3 separate regions of the Mus musculus genome follow, and all the other regions are linked to region 1. Evidence: chromatin contacts called from public ChIA-PET and HiChIP or PLAC-seq data. All regions are on one chromosome and are shown on one strand. The core of a region is the stretch at or near the end of the contact, and the rest is flanking DNA. Distances in the headings are between cores, read along the strand shown. Region 1 holds the start of Pdcd10 (programmed cell death 10). Region 2 overlaps Golim4 (golgi integral membrane protein 4). Region 3 overlaps Serpini2 (serine (or cysteine) peptidase inhibitor, clade I, member 2).

Evidence for each region. ChIA-PET counts read pairs in DNA pulled down with a chosen protein or histone mark. HiChIP or PLAC-seq counts read pairs in DNA pulled down with a chosen protein or histone mark.
Region 2: an RNA polymerase II ChIA-PET map of memory CD8 T cells shows a contact between it and region 1, with 16 read pairs. The contact joins the enhancer-like site here to the promoter of Pdcd10 in region 1. A contact is called at or near these places in 4 of 39 promoter capture datasets (the C10 cell line, the HPC-7 cell line, cranial neural crest and 1 more), 5 of 115 datasets of contacts at active chromatin or transcription factors (effector CD8 T cells, epiblast stem cells, hepatocytes and 2 more) and 1 of 9 other capture datasets (adipose tissue).
Region 3: an H3K27ac HiChIP or PLAC-seq map of regulatory T cell precursor shows a contact between it and region 1, with 3 times the contacts expected there. The contact joins the enhancer-like site here to the promoter of Pdcd10 in region 1. A contact is called at or near these places in 4 of 39 promoter capture datasets (cranial neural crest, maxillary cranial neural crest, pre-B cells and 1 more) and 3 of 115 datasets of contacts at active chromatin or transcription factors (bone marrow-derived macrophages, embryonic stem cells and regulatory T cell precursor).

What each region holds. Positions count from the first base shown.
Region 1 is chr3:75,555,026-75,559,336 of GRCm38.p6, reverse strand. Pdcd10 (programmed cell death 10) reads left to right here and starts at 2,485. Exons shown (of 8, transcript NM_019745.4): 1 at 2,485-2,615. Serpini1 (serine (or cysteine) peptidase inhibitor, clade I, member 1) reads right to left here and starts at 1,844. Exons shown (of 9, transcript NM_009250.3): 1 at 1,695-1,844.
Region 2 is chr3:75,928,006-75,932,316 of GRCm38.p6, reverse strand. All of the region lies in intron 1 of Golim4 (golgi integral membrane protein 4), which reads left to right. Among named protein-coding and RNA genes, the nearest start is that of Golim4, 27 kb to the left of the region's middle. Within about 2 kb of position 2,271, at least 37 of the 459 cell types and tissues checked have an H3K27ac peak or open chromatin away from gene starts, as enhancers often do. A contact at or near this core is called in effector CD8 T cells, memory CD8 T cells and pancreatic cancer cells, where this site is marked.
Region 3 is chr3:75,238,967-75,243,277 of GRCm38.p6, reverse strand. It overlaps Serpini2 (serine (or cysteine) peptidase inhibitor, clade I, member 2), which reads left to right. Exons shown (of 9, transcript NM_026460.3): 9 at 694-921. The coding sequence ends at 770. Among named protein-coding and RNA genes, the nearest start is that of Serpini2, 29 kb to the left of the region's middle. Within about 2 kb of position 2,462, at least 8 of the 459 cell types and tissues checked have an H3K27ac peak or open chromatin away from gene starts, as enhancers often do. A contact at or near this core is called in regulatory T cell precursor, where this site is marked.

The sequences.
Region 1 (4,311 bases), core at 1,236-3,735:
GGCAAGGACAACCTTTTCCAAGTTTTATTAAACCACCAGATCACATTTTCTCTCCCAAAAGCATTTTCTGGAGATCACATAGCCAGATGGCTATGCCAATTAATAGGTTTCTAGTAGTATACCAAAGATAACATCCATCCTTACTGTCACTGCTAAGTTTAGTGGCTTCTATAGCTTTTTTCGAATACTTACATGATCTGCTTAATCTAAGCCTAGATATTTCTTGGTTTTGCTTATTTATTTATTTTTTAAGATTTCTCTGTGTGCCCAGGTCTTTGGTGTATTAGAATGTGGGAGAAAAGGATTTAATTAATTTAGTAGTGGGCATCTCTCATCAGTATCTGCACTTAGTAGGACTGAACCTTAAGTAATGGAGAGAATACCTTTGAGCCACTTTAGTTTTAGAAGGCATCTTGTGTGCACTGCAAAAACAAAATTCAAAATCTTGCAGTAAACCAGAATAGTATGACAAAAGAAGAAAATAGAAGGTGATTTCTGGATCTTATTGACCCCTCTTTAAACAATCTCAAGTATTCTGGCACCCTATGGAATAGTCAACTGTCACAAGAAAGCCATTTCAGAGCAGAGTATGCTGCAATATGCTACATGACTAACAGGCATATAATCTGGGACACTATTTCACAACAAAAAAATGAACTAAGCACGTAGAATTTTAGTACTTTTCCAACCCAAAAGGCTGTAATCTGTCATAGGTGCAAAGGTAGGATTGACTACCTAACATAACAAGTATTACAACATAATTCCACCCGTATGTATTACTAGCATTCAAAAGAGTATACACACAATGAGAATGAACTATTATTGTGTGATACTATATACCTCTAAAATGAGAGCCCATTATAAAATACTAAAGGTTATCATTTTACACATACTCTCTTCAATAGAGGAAAGCTCCTCCACACAGTTCCCTTGTACTCCTGTTTTTAAAACACGAACAAACGTTACCGGACACAAATGAGAGAATAAGAAGCAGCGAGGAAGTACACCATATGTTCCCGTTGTAGGCTAAACCCAGGTCTTTGTTTCAATATTCCAGCGCCAGCAGGAAGGAAAAGCCAAATACCCACCCATTTCAATTTATTTTCTCATTAATGCTGGTAAAAGTTATACTTAGGATAGGTTTAGCCGGAACCCATCCTATCTTATTATTTGCTTCTTTAACCCATATCTTTTGCAATCCAAAGACCCTGCAATACAACCGGTTATCTTGGATAGACTGTCCGTGGCAGGACAATCTGATAAACTAACACAAGCGTCAGGCACTGAAGAGGACAAAGTTATTTTCTTAGTGAAACAGTTACAAAGTGGTTCTCTATCAATGCCAATTTTGCCTTTTTAACAGCTACGCATCTAGCTTGACACCATCCACCTGGTACTCAATTAGCAGGGCTTTCTTCAATCTTGTGATCTCCCAGACCAGTTTTAATGGTGCAACTCAAAACAAAATCCTTAACCACGCCCTTAATATCCCAGGCAGAGTTACCTTTTGTTTTTTGTTTTTTTTCTCTCTCTCTACCAAAGTCTGTAATTGTACGTAATTGTACTGAAAAGGTTTGCACCGCGATCCTAAGTCAACATAGCACTCTTTCCTCCAGTATCCAGGCGTTCCTATTGTCAGATGCCTTCCTCCCCAGGTTGCTGTGCTGTAGCCCGCAAGTGGCGCCCACGCTTACCTCCTTCACACCTGCAATCCCCGCTCGGGATGCTGGAGAGGATGCTGGGCAGGCTGAGACTGCTCCGGATGCTGCTCTTGCCTCTCTCCAGGGAAACTACAGACTAGGCTGAGCTGAAGCTTCTTCTGAGATTCAAGCTCCGCCTTCCCCGCCTCTAATTGGCCGAAGCTCGGGCTGCGGCTCCTCCCACTGCCATCTGCGCAGCCTAGGCGCAGAGCGGTACCCGAGGTCTCTTAGTTCCTGGTGCTCTGACCCCTTCATTTCGGACTTTCTCCCCTCTGGCATCGCACCTGGCCCTTCCTCAGGTCCTGCTTAGCTCTTTTAGCCGGCTGGTCCAGTGAACACGGGAGTGGGCTGTCCTTTGGGGGTATGGGGGTACTGTTGCTTCGGAGTAGGCGGAGCCCACCGGTCTAGCCCCTAGAGCCTTCCTCCCCGCCTACCCATGGACTCAGCCCAGCCTCCTGTCGCTTGCTACCTCTGGCCCCCCGCCCTTTTCTTTACACCCATCCGAGGGCACCTCCCATCGGTGGGCGTGGCGTTGTGGGCTATCTTCTCATTCTGATTGGTGCAGGTGAGACTCGGCCCCGCCCTCCCTCGTTTCTGGGCGCGCTCTCTCTTCATCTCCTCCCCTCCCTCAAAGACAGGGAACTCTCTTCTGATTTGCTAGAAGTGTCCCCACCTATTGCCTAAGGCGTTCTCGCACAGCCTTCTGGGAAATGTAGTCTTACTATTGCAGGAAGTGCTAACGGAAATGGAGGGCGGAACTACAAATCCCCATCGGGCCTTGCGCGACTCCTGCTGGGCAGGATTCCGGACAACGCCTGGTTCCTTTCGGGTCCTTCCGGCGTCGCCGGAGTGAATTGATCCGGGAGTTGAAGAGGGCTCCAAAGGTGGGAAGTGAAGTCCGTGCCTCAGTTGCCGGTAAGGCGAGGTTTCTCGGTTCGGGTCCGCACGGCTCCGTGGGCAGCCAGAGCGGCCTGGGGTCAGGCGGGGACCGAGGCGGAGGTGCTGAGGCTAGGCTCTGGCCGGCGGGGCGGACGGGTGGGGAGCCGGGCCTTGTGGGCGTCAGCGAGGTCTCTACGCGAGCTGCGGAAAGCTGGGTTTGTAAATGCCTCCTGCCCAGCCCGGCCCGGCGCCTCCAGGAAGTCCGCTGTGGGTTTGGGTGGAGGGGAAGGGTGAGGTCGGCCTCCCGGGTCTCCACTGACCGAGGGGGCGGATGTGGTGGGGTGAGGTCCCGGGCAGGTGAGGCTAAAGCTTGGCTAGGCCTGGAGGGAGCGTGGGTGCCCGGGAGTCGCCTCCCGGTGTGGCTGGGGTTATGCCCTTTGAGGGAAGAAGAGAGACAGTGTTGACAGTTCCGACTCAGTTCCAATTTCCTCTCTGAGGAGGTGATTCTTAACTCGGAAGGTTTGTGCCTCTTGACTCCAATACGTCAGATGGATGTATACTTCTCAAGTGCCCTCGAAGCGCTTTCACTTTGGGATGCTAATGAGACTACTGTAGAAGCAAATGACGTGCCCAAGGTCACACAGATCTTCAGAGTCTAGTCCTCCGAAAGTCCAGTTTCTGACCAGAGTTGTCGGCTTAGGAAGAAAGAGTGGGGAGGTGGGTGGTAGTACTGGAAGCAGATAGAAGAAGTTGCAAAGTAGTGTGCCTGTTTGTCAGAAACGGTTGTGAGGTGCAGAGAGTTGGTTTGTTGACGTGGAGTGGAAGCTTTGCCAAAGCATCCTCTCTAATGTTCTGTAAAACAGGAAGGATCGCTTTAGCTTAGATCTTTACCCCTTTTTCTGGGGTCTACTGAATGATAACACTCACTTTCCACACGCCATTTTTAAAGGATAGATAATATTTAGGAATAGCTCAGTGTTGCCATTAAGAGAATAGTCCTTTTCATTTCTATTTTCTTACCATTTTCAAAAACTATGGGTGAAACTTTCACAGAACTTACTTTACAGATATTCATGCTTTCATTAAGTGAAAATTAAGTGCAGAATCTTGGAGAAATTGTACCATGTTCATTACAAGAAGTGACCCTTTGGGGGGGGGGGTCAGGTTTTTACTTTTCTCTCATTTTCTTCACTCCATGTGTAGACAGTAAAACATACACTTGTATATTTTCTTTTCTTGGCATCATCAGTGAGTTTTAATTCATTCTTATTTAATGTTAATGAATGATAAAAATGATGCTTCTATATTGAATGGAAAGAACTGCAGGCTTACTATGTAAATTAAAATATAAATACATAGTATGTACTGTAAGTATATATGCTATATATTGAATGTGCTTTGCTTGCCATGATTAATATTAATTTTTTTTTAATGCAAAGCTGTTTCTGGGATCAGAAGAACCAGTCAAAATGGTCTTGTTTGAAGGGGACTTTTAAAGAAAATGGAGAGTTGTGGTACCATAAAATGAAGCAAAATCAGGAATAATGTAACACCACACGTCACAGTAAGGGAAAAGTCACTAACAAAAGGGAAATTATCTGGGATTAATTGGTTTTGAAGTGGAGTTTGAAGTGCATTAATTTGAGTGGGCCATATGTAAGTCAGTGCTGGTAAAGCAAGAATGCTAATATATTTTCTAGATGACAGTGTGGACATTTGTTGTTTGCTGGGA
Region 2 (4,311 bases), core at 1,022-3,521, 370 kb before region 1:
TGTTGATTCTTTCTGACTTTCATGTAAAAATGTGTTCATCCTAGAGTTGGTATAAATAGTAGATGAGTTAGTTATGGACAGCAGGCTTCTTGGCAATTCATTTCCTTCTCCCTTCAGGGTGGATGGAATCTTATTTTTTAATTTGATATCTAGTGCCTTAGGAAGCAGCATCCATAAAATTTGCTTCCCTGTTCCACAGGGAAGCTCTGCTTTGTATCCTGCAATGTAGGGCTGAACCAGAACTCTGGTCTTTAAAGTAGTTTTCTTTCCAAAGATTGTAAAGGGCCAGGGTGATGGTCAATATTGCCTCATTTGGTCCTGTGTGTGAAAGGGTATCTAGGTTGGCTTAGTTGAAGTGTGACAACAGTGCCATCCTATGGGCTGGTGCCTTGGGCTGAATAAAAAGGCGAAAACAAGTGCAGTAAGTACCAGCATTCATCCCCCTCTTCTTTCTTCTGGACTACACACACAATGTGACCAGCTGCTGTTGTCTCGCACTCCTGGGCCATGACCATCTCTTCCCTCAAACACTGTGCCACATTGAACCCTTCCATTCTTTTTTTTTTTTTTTTCCATTTTTTATTAGGTATTTAACTCATTTACATTTCCAATGCTATACCAAAAGTCCCCCATATCCACCCACCCCCACTCCCCTGCCCACCCACTCCCCCTTTTTGGCCCTGGTATTCCCCTGTACTGGGGCATATAAAGTTTGCAAGTCCAATGGGCCTCTCTTTCCAGTGATGGCCGACTAGGCCATCTTTTGATATATATGCAGCTAGAGTCAAGAGCTCCGGGGTACTGGTTAGCTCATAATGTTGTTCCACCTATAGGGTTGCAGATCCCTTTAGCTCCTTGGCTACTTTCTCTAGCTCCTCCATTGGGAGCCCTATGATCCATCCATTAGCTGACTGTGAGCATCCACTTCTGTGTTTGCTGGGCCCCGGCATAGTGAACCCTTCCATTCTTAAGTTGAACTTGTCTGGTATCTTGTTACAGCAAGGAGAAAAGTGACAACACAGGGACCACAGTTGAATTTCACTGCAGTAGTAACAGGGGGTCTTATCCTATATAAAATTCCAACTTCATGGCTGACCATGACATTGGCCTTATTCTTACTCTCTTCTTCCAACTTTAGAGAGCAGAAACTTGCTGTGTTCCACTTTAGCCTCCCCCTGTTGATTATAAGTGTGGCATTGTACAGGCATCCCAGGCTCTGAAAATAAAGCCATAAGTGTTCTGTAGGAGGACCTACTGGTCACAGCAGGTCCACAAAGTCAACAAAACATTCAGAGGAAGGAATTTTTTAATTAAACTTCCACACCATCCAATGATGACCTCTTCCTACTCCTCCCCATGGTTTCCCGGGGTTCCCACCTTCTTGACTCATTTGGGAGCAAAATCAAATGAAGTCAGCATTTTCTTTTGGCCATCAAGTTCAACTGGGTCACTGGCCTGGCTCACTAGACAGTGCCTGCCCAGTCTCATCTCAGGGCAGCCCCTGCCTGCTGTGATGTTGTCTTAGTTTCCTTTTGATCCAGTTTTCACCTCCCATCAGAATGTATCACAGTGACTACCTCTCTTGAGAATGTGGCAGTCCTTATTCTTTAGTCTCTCGTGCCCCCTGAGGATAACAGTGTTTAGACCCTGCTCTTATCTTACTCTAATTCAGTTGAAATTCACTGAATGTCTACTATGAGTTGCACAATGAATTACTCCTGACATTATAGGTCAAAAGAAAAAAATAAGACTCATAAAATCTATGACTAAAATTACAAAAGTAGGTACTGCCAAGGAGGAGTACAGCTACTTTCTTGGCACAGGAATCTTCTTGTGGCAGGAGACTGTGATTGGGAGTCCAATTTAAGCTACATAAGAAGATCCATCCTCAAAAACCTCAAAACTCTAACAAAACCAACTGTAGCATGAGACATTTCCTGGGGAGACAGGTTACACGCATGTCCTTCACACCCCAGATAGGAAACCACAACAGACCAATTCTAAGTAACAAACAATTCTAAGTCAAACTTGTGAACCAATGAGCTTATTAGAGTAACTTACAGGAGTCTGTGTGAGGATCTGCTTACAAGCTCATGCATGGAGAGCTACTTATGGGAGTATGCATGAAGAACTACTTACTGCAGTATGTCCGAGGAGCTACTTACAGCAGTATGTGTGAGGAGCTGCATACAGGAGTATACACGAGGAGCTGCTACAAGAATAGGAGCAACTAAAAAAAAACAACTACATCAGTGAAAACCCTGCCGCAAGGCTAGCGATGAGTCACAAAAGTTTCAGCCTTGAGGTTCTCTGTGCCATTTGCAGGCAGGCAGCTAGATAGAGAGGGTCCTTTAGACAGCTAGGCTTTCCCTAGCGGCTGCCTCCGCTCCAGGTGACTACTAGCTCCATCATCTTAGGGAGGGACCCTGGACATCTTAGAAGCTTCTGTCACCCTAAGGTAGTTTCCATGAGTGGAAAAGCTGACAAGTTGGTTAACTGAATTATTGGAAGAGAATAGTAATAATAGTAATTCATTTTGAGTGTCTGTGTGTACTTTTTTTTTAGTACATCTTTGAGTTTGTGTTTGGCAAGACATATTGCTGCAGAGATTTTACTCAGCCATGGTGTGAATGCAAAGCTCAAGAAGGCAAAGGAATACATGCTTTCCGAGTACATATATATATGTGTGTGTGTGTGTGTGTCTATACATATATATATATATATATATATATATATATATATACACATGTGTGTATTATACAATATATATCAATAACATATATAATTATAATGTATATATTAACATATCCATAATATAATCTTCAGCCTATCTAATGCTTCCTATCCACATAGCCTATACCACTGTCTATTTTTCTAGAGTTCTAAATACTAAAATAGCACCAGCCCTGTACATATCACATCATAGACAGAGACATCAGTCACCTTCACCTACCACTTATCGTTCATAAACTTCAACTGAGGAAAAACAAAGCAATCGGCTTCTACCTTAGGAATGCCCAGTGAGTTAGGAAGCTCATCTTTACTTTCCAGAGCTTTATAGTTGCCCTTGAGTGCTTGAACACCGACCATTAGATGGAATGATTTTAAGTGAGAATGGCTTGTGAAGTAAAATAGAGATGCCATAAATCTCTAAAAACCCTCTTAAGATCTCCCTAAGGAAAGTCAGCTTAGCATATCATAATACATGCTGTCTCCTGCTGCATATTTTGGAGCAATCTTTGAATGCCTGCTGTTCCTGTCATTAATTCATTTTACTTAGAGATTTTTGAACATCAAAGCAACAAAACTCAATTCAGTAGACCACTGAGGAAATGGAATATTCTGGTCAATTTAAGTATCTGGGTTAAAAAAATAAACCTTCTGTTTCTGGATGATTTCTGGTCTCTGTGTCTAAATAATTCTGTTGCATTTGACTTTATGTTGAAAGCTGTATGATATCTTGTTTTTTCAAGGCTTAGTGAAGATTCCTCGCAGCTGTATTAATTACTTTACATCATTGGAAATAAGAAAGGCGGTTACCAGAAACATTGGTTCTCATGCTGTGTAAATGTAGGTCAGATGTGATGTTCTTTCCCCTGGCTGTGACACTTAACTGTCCTTGTTAGAAAACTTTGGTCTTTCTCTTTCTTCTAAAAACTTGATGCAAAAACAAACAAAAAAGGCAATCAGTGATAGCAATGTTAGAATCGTAAACGATACAGTATGAAATCGAGGCACTAGTTCATGACTACATATACATTTAGAAGGCATAGAGAGTTTAAAGAAGTAAGGTCTTGATAGTTTATCTTCAAAGAACTAGAACTTCTGGTAGATCTTAAAGTTTGTTCTACATTTTATTTACAGAACAAATAGTGAGTCAATAGGCCTTCTTATCCCTCATTGCTGATTTGACTTATGGATCTGATTCCCATTTTAATTTCAGCAAAATGATGGCAAAAGCTAGATGAAGACAGAAATAAAGCATCTCTCAATGGTTTGAATGTCTGTACTGACTCAGCATTGCAGTGCAATGTTCAGTGTGGGAGAAAAGAACAAAGGACAGATCAGTTGTAAACACTTTTATCCTGCACAAAGTTGATGTATTTAATAATAATATGTCTTTTCAGAACTCCAAAAATGGTCACTCGGAAAGTGGAACCATTACAAAAGCCACATTTTTCTTACTGGGTGTGTTAACTGAGCAGTTTTAATCATAACCTTGTGTTGGTTCTCTCTTGTGCTCAACATGGCAAAGAACATAAACCTTTTAGGAAATTATTCGTGCATTATTAATATTTGGGAAAAGCTGCT
Region 3 (4,311 bases), core at 1,213-3,712, 320 kb after region 1:
AAATTTATTTTGCCACTTTCAAAATTAACCTTCATTACACCTGCAATTAAGAGGTTTATGGCAGCCTCTGTCACTGACCCTCAGCTACTTCCCTTCCCCAGGTGAAATGCAAGGTGAGTAGGTCTGATGCATCATTAATTCCTGGTCTGTCCTCTTGGTCTTTGTTCCACATCACTGCCAAACATAGAATGCCTGGAACCAGGTGTTTGCATTTGTGTTCAGTGCTATATCATTTTGGTGAGCACTTGAAAGTACTAGCAATATGAAAATATTGTCTTGAGCAGTGAAGTGCGCTTTGATTCAGCACTAAAGGAAGTCTGGGGAACTGCACTTTTAACCCCAAGGCTCATAGTCTGTGCATCAGAAAGATGACTGCCAATTCTTCATACTTGAAGCTGCATTGTGCTCATCACCATTATATTATGCTGTGATTGCCTGGCTGGGTTCTATGTTTAGAAAAGCTCTCATGGAAAACAAGACTAAGGCAGTTTCCATGAAAAACTGTTGTAGGGTTTTACTTGCTTCTCAAACTACCAAAATGATTAATAATGTTCAAAGTGTTTTCAGCAAAGGTAAGGGTCCTGACATCAGACTTTAAGTATAGAAACAATGAGTAAAGGATTGTTAAATCATGAAGAAAATAATTATCTTTTCCTCCAGAAATTTCTAAAGTATTTTTTTCTTTTTTTCTAGAATCAATTTTGTTTATGGGAAAGGTGACAGATCCTGACATTCAAACAACGAAAGGAAGAGATTTAGATTCACTGTGAATGAAAATGATGGTCTTAGAATACAAGACACCTCCTGGAAAATGATTGATGGGTGGAATGTCATCATTCTGAAAATTTTCTAACATTTTTGTTTAAAATCATGCCTATAAAATAAGTAAAGACAGATATAAATCCTTTTTTTTGGCTTTTCTAAAGTACTCTGATATATAAAACATAATCCTACATTGTTGAAAAGTTCTAAGATAATCTGATATCAGATTTATTTGCTAGGGGCTGATAGTTCAGTTGGTAAAGTGTTTGCCTTGCAAGCATGAGATCCTAGGTTAAATTCCCAGGACTCAGGTTAAAGAGAATCAGAAGAGGAAGGAAGGTGACCAGTGAGATAGTGTATACAAATAAAGGACAATGATACAAAAACATGGAAATGTCATAAAAAACCCATCATGTTCATAATTGCTAAAAGTTTTGAGAAGCGTGATTCCTGTTCTCATTTTCTAGTAAGTTTCTGCGATAAAACACTGTGCTAAGGAATACAGCAACTCATTGAGAGAAATAAAGGCAGGAACAAGAAACAATGAATGAACACTGCTTTCTCAACAAGCCTTATAATACAGCCCAGGACTCCCTGCTGTGGAGATGGCGCTGCTTACTGTGGGTTGGGCTCTGCTATATCAAGTAGCAATCAAGAAGCTGTCTCAGAAACCTGACTGAAGCAATTCTTTACCTAGATTCCTTCTTCCTGGGTGAGTCAAGTTAACAATGAGACTAACTAGGTTAGTCTTAGGCTCTCAGATCTAATATCTGAGCCTTCAAAGAAATCAAACATTGCTAAATTTCAATAAAACTTCAGAGGTTTTAGAATTTTTACCATTTTCATGATAATTTTGGAAAGATTTTTACAGTTGTTTGTCATGACTATTTTGATAGAGAACTTAATAATAATAACTACCCACATTGAACCCTAATTATATTACAGGCAATGAAATAGGCAATCTAAGTACATTATGCTAACTATAGCCAAAATCTAGGAAATACTATTATCTTGCTTCCCAGTGGAATCTATGACTCAATGAACTTCTAGAAATTAGTTAATGGCATAAAAATAATAATACAGTGGATAAATGTGGATTCATAAGTATCTTCTCTAGAAAACTAACCCTTTGTAGAAAGGGAAAATCAATTTCTTTCTGACCTACATAGTTTTTACTTGGTACTTCCTGTAAGAAAAGTAGAATAAGAGAAGATAAGCAAGTATATTAACATATATTTTATGCATATATAGAAGAAGCCTACTGAGAAATGAATAAATTTCAAGTTTTATGATTTGAATGATAACTTCTATACAGCATCTTTGAGAAAGGACAGTTAAGTTTGGGGGAAATTGAAAGACACAGTCTTGAGTCTATAAGAGCTGGCATTATGTCAGAAGTTAGGTAAATAGTACATAGAGGCTTACTGGTAAAGTGTGTTATCCAGATATCCGTGATGCCTTCACTAGTCTGGACATGTTTAAAGCTCTCTTCTGTGATCAACAATTGTCATCCTGGTAGCAAGACAACAAGATTCCCTCTATAAATGCACTTTCTTCTAAGGTAAATTGCAGGGGAAGTAGAGAGCTTTTCTTGTGTTTGCTTCCAAGCTGTGTTTAGATAAAAATAACCCACATGATACTCAGCATGAGGAACTGAGTGCAGATCCCAGAGCCCACATGAAAAGCACAGGATGTTGCTGTGTTACTGCTGTGTTACTGTGTTACTCCGGTATTACTGTGTGACTGTGTGACTGTGTGACTGCTCTATCACTGTGGAGGATGGGTGCAGGATCATCACTGGGGCTTGATGGTCACCAGCCTAGCTCAGATTCCATGAGAGAACTTGACTCAGTAGAATAAAGTGAAGAGTGATAGAGCAGGATACCTGACATCCTCCTTTGAACTCTAGTGCATGGACAGGTACATACACATACATGTGGACATATATCATACAGATACCTACATATAAAACTCATGCTTACACATGCACAACATCACATCCATAAACATCCAAAATTAAAAAAAAAAGAAATACACTTTGTGCTTTCAGAAAGAATGGGGCTCAGTTGAGAATAGATGTTCTCTTCATTAAGAAATGGTATGTTTTCTAATTTGCCTGTATTACTGGACAATTATTGTAATCCTCTTCCAGGTTCTACATTTCAGTCTGGTATGGGATTTCATTTATTAATTTCCCAAACATTAATGGAGCTCACGCCAGCCTCCGGGCACTGTTCTGGGCCCTAGTTATAACTGGGAACAAAACTAACAAGGTCTCTGACCTCAGAGGTCAGAGGAGCTGTTGCTGGTTGCTGACAAGCAGTAAACAGGGGGCAAATACAGTAAGAAGCTGACGTGAAGTGGTGAAATGAATGTCCTTAATAAAGACAACGATTAGGAAATGAGAGACGCTTTAATAATTGAGGTGCTGTAATTAGGTGAAGCTAATTTTAAGTTCAAGAACATGTTTTTGAAAATAAAGTACGTTTGCTTTTCTTCAATAAAATTTGCTAAATGCTTATCTTTAATTCTCTACTATGGAGCCAAGTATGTTCTATGGAAGATTGATTTTTTTGTTTCTTAACTTCATTCTCTTTACTGGTGTGTTATTTGCCTTAAAAGGAGAGAATTTTAGCTGCTAAGGAAGAGAGACAACTTTTTGGTGTGCGTTCAAGCTACATAGTTCCTGCTTGACTCTGACCTGGAAGCACGGTTGGCAATTTACTTCCCAGATTAGCTCTTTCAATCTCCCCTTTCAATTGTAGTGAATTCAGTAGTTAAAGTAGCCCTACATCATGATGACTACATCTGAAATATGTAACTTTTTCTTTAAATAAATATGGACCTGGCATTAAATAAATGAATATGAAGTAATTTTCAGTGTCATAAAACTTTTTGAAAACATCAGGGTTGGGAAAGGTATGTCACCATACGTTAAATATCATTAAAATAATGCTTTTTATAAACATTACTAGATGATACATTTTTATTTAAATCATATATTGTTTCTGTCTTTAAGACAAAATATTCATTCAGCTGTGAGTATTCCAGTGGACATACTGAAATTGACTTCTATTGACACTATAGACTTTAGGGAAGATTTTAGAGGCATCTGTGATATGAGGAAGCAGGAAGTCAAATAAGGAGTAATTAATTTTGGGGGATAAGTTTATAAAATTCTCCTGAATTAGATAATCACCTGGAAACCCATAAAGACATAGAGAAAACTCAAGGGTGGTATCATTAGAATTTTTCACTTTAAACTTCTTAAAATAAAATAAGTTCTCACAGCCCCTGAGCATAGAAATTTACCCTCTGAGGGAAATAGAATAATGGGCCAGTTTGGGAATGGCTTCCTGCATTTGGAGAGGATGTGGTTTTCTGCCTTTGCTTGCTCAGAGCACGTTCTCCTGTATACATCTTTTCCTCAGACCATCACAGGTGCACGTGTGATCATCTCTAAATCTGCAGCAAAAGAGGAAAAAAAAATCTAGTTTCTTCTGCCTTCTTTTGTTGCAGGTGACCCTCCTGAAAGCATGCTATTGAGGA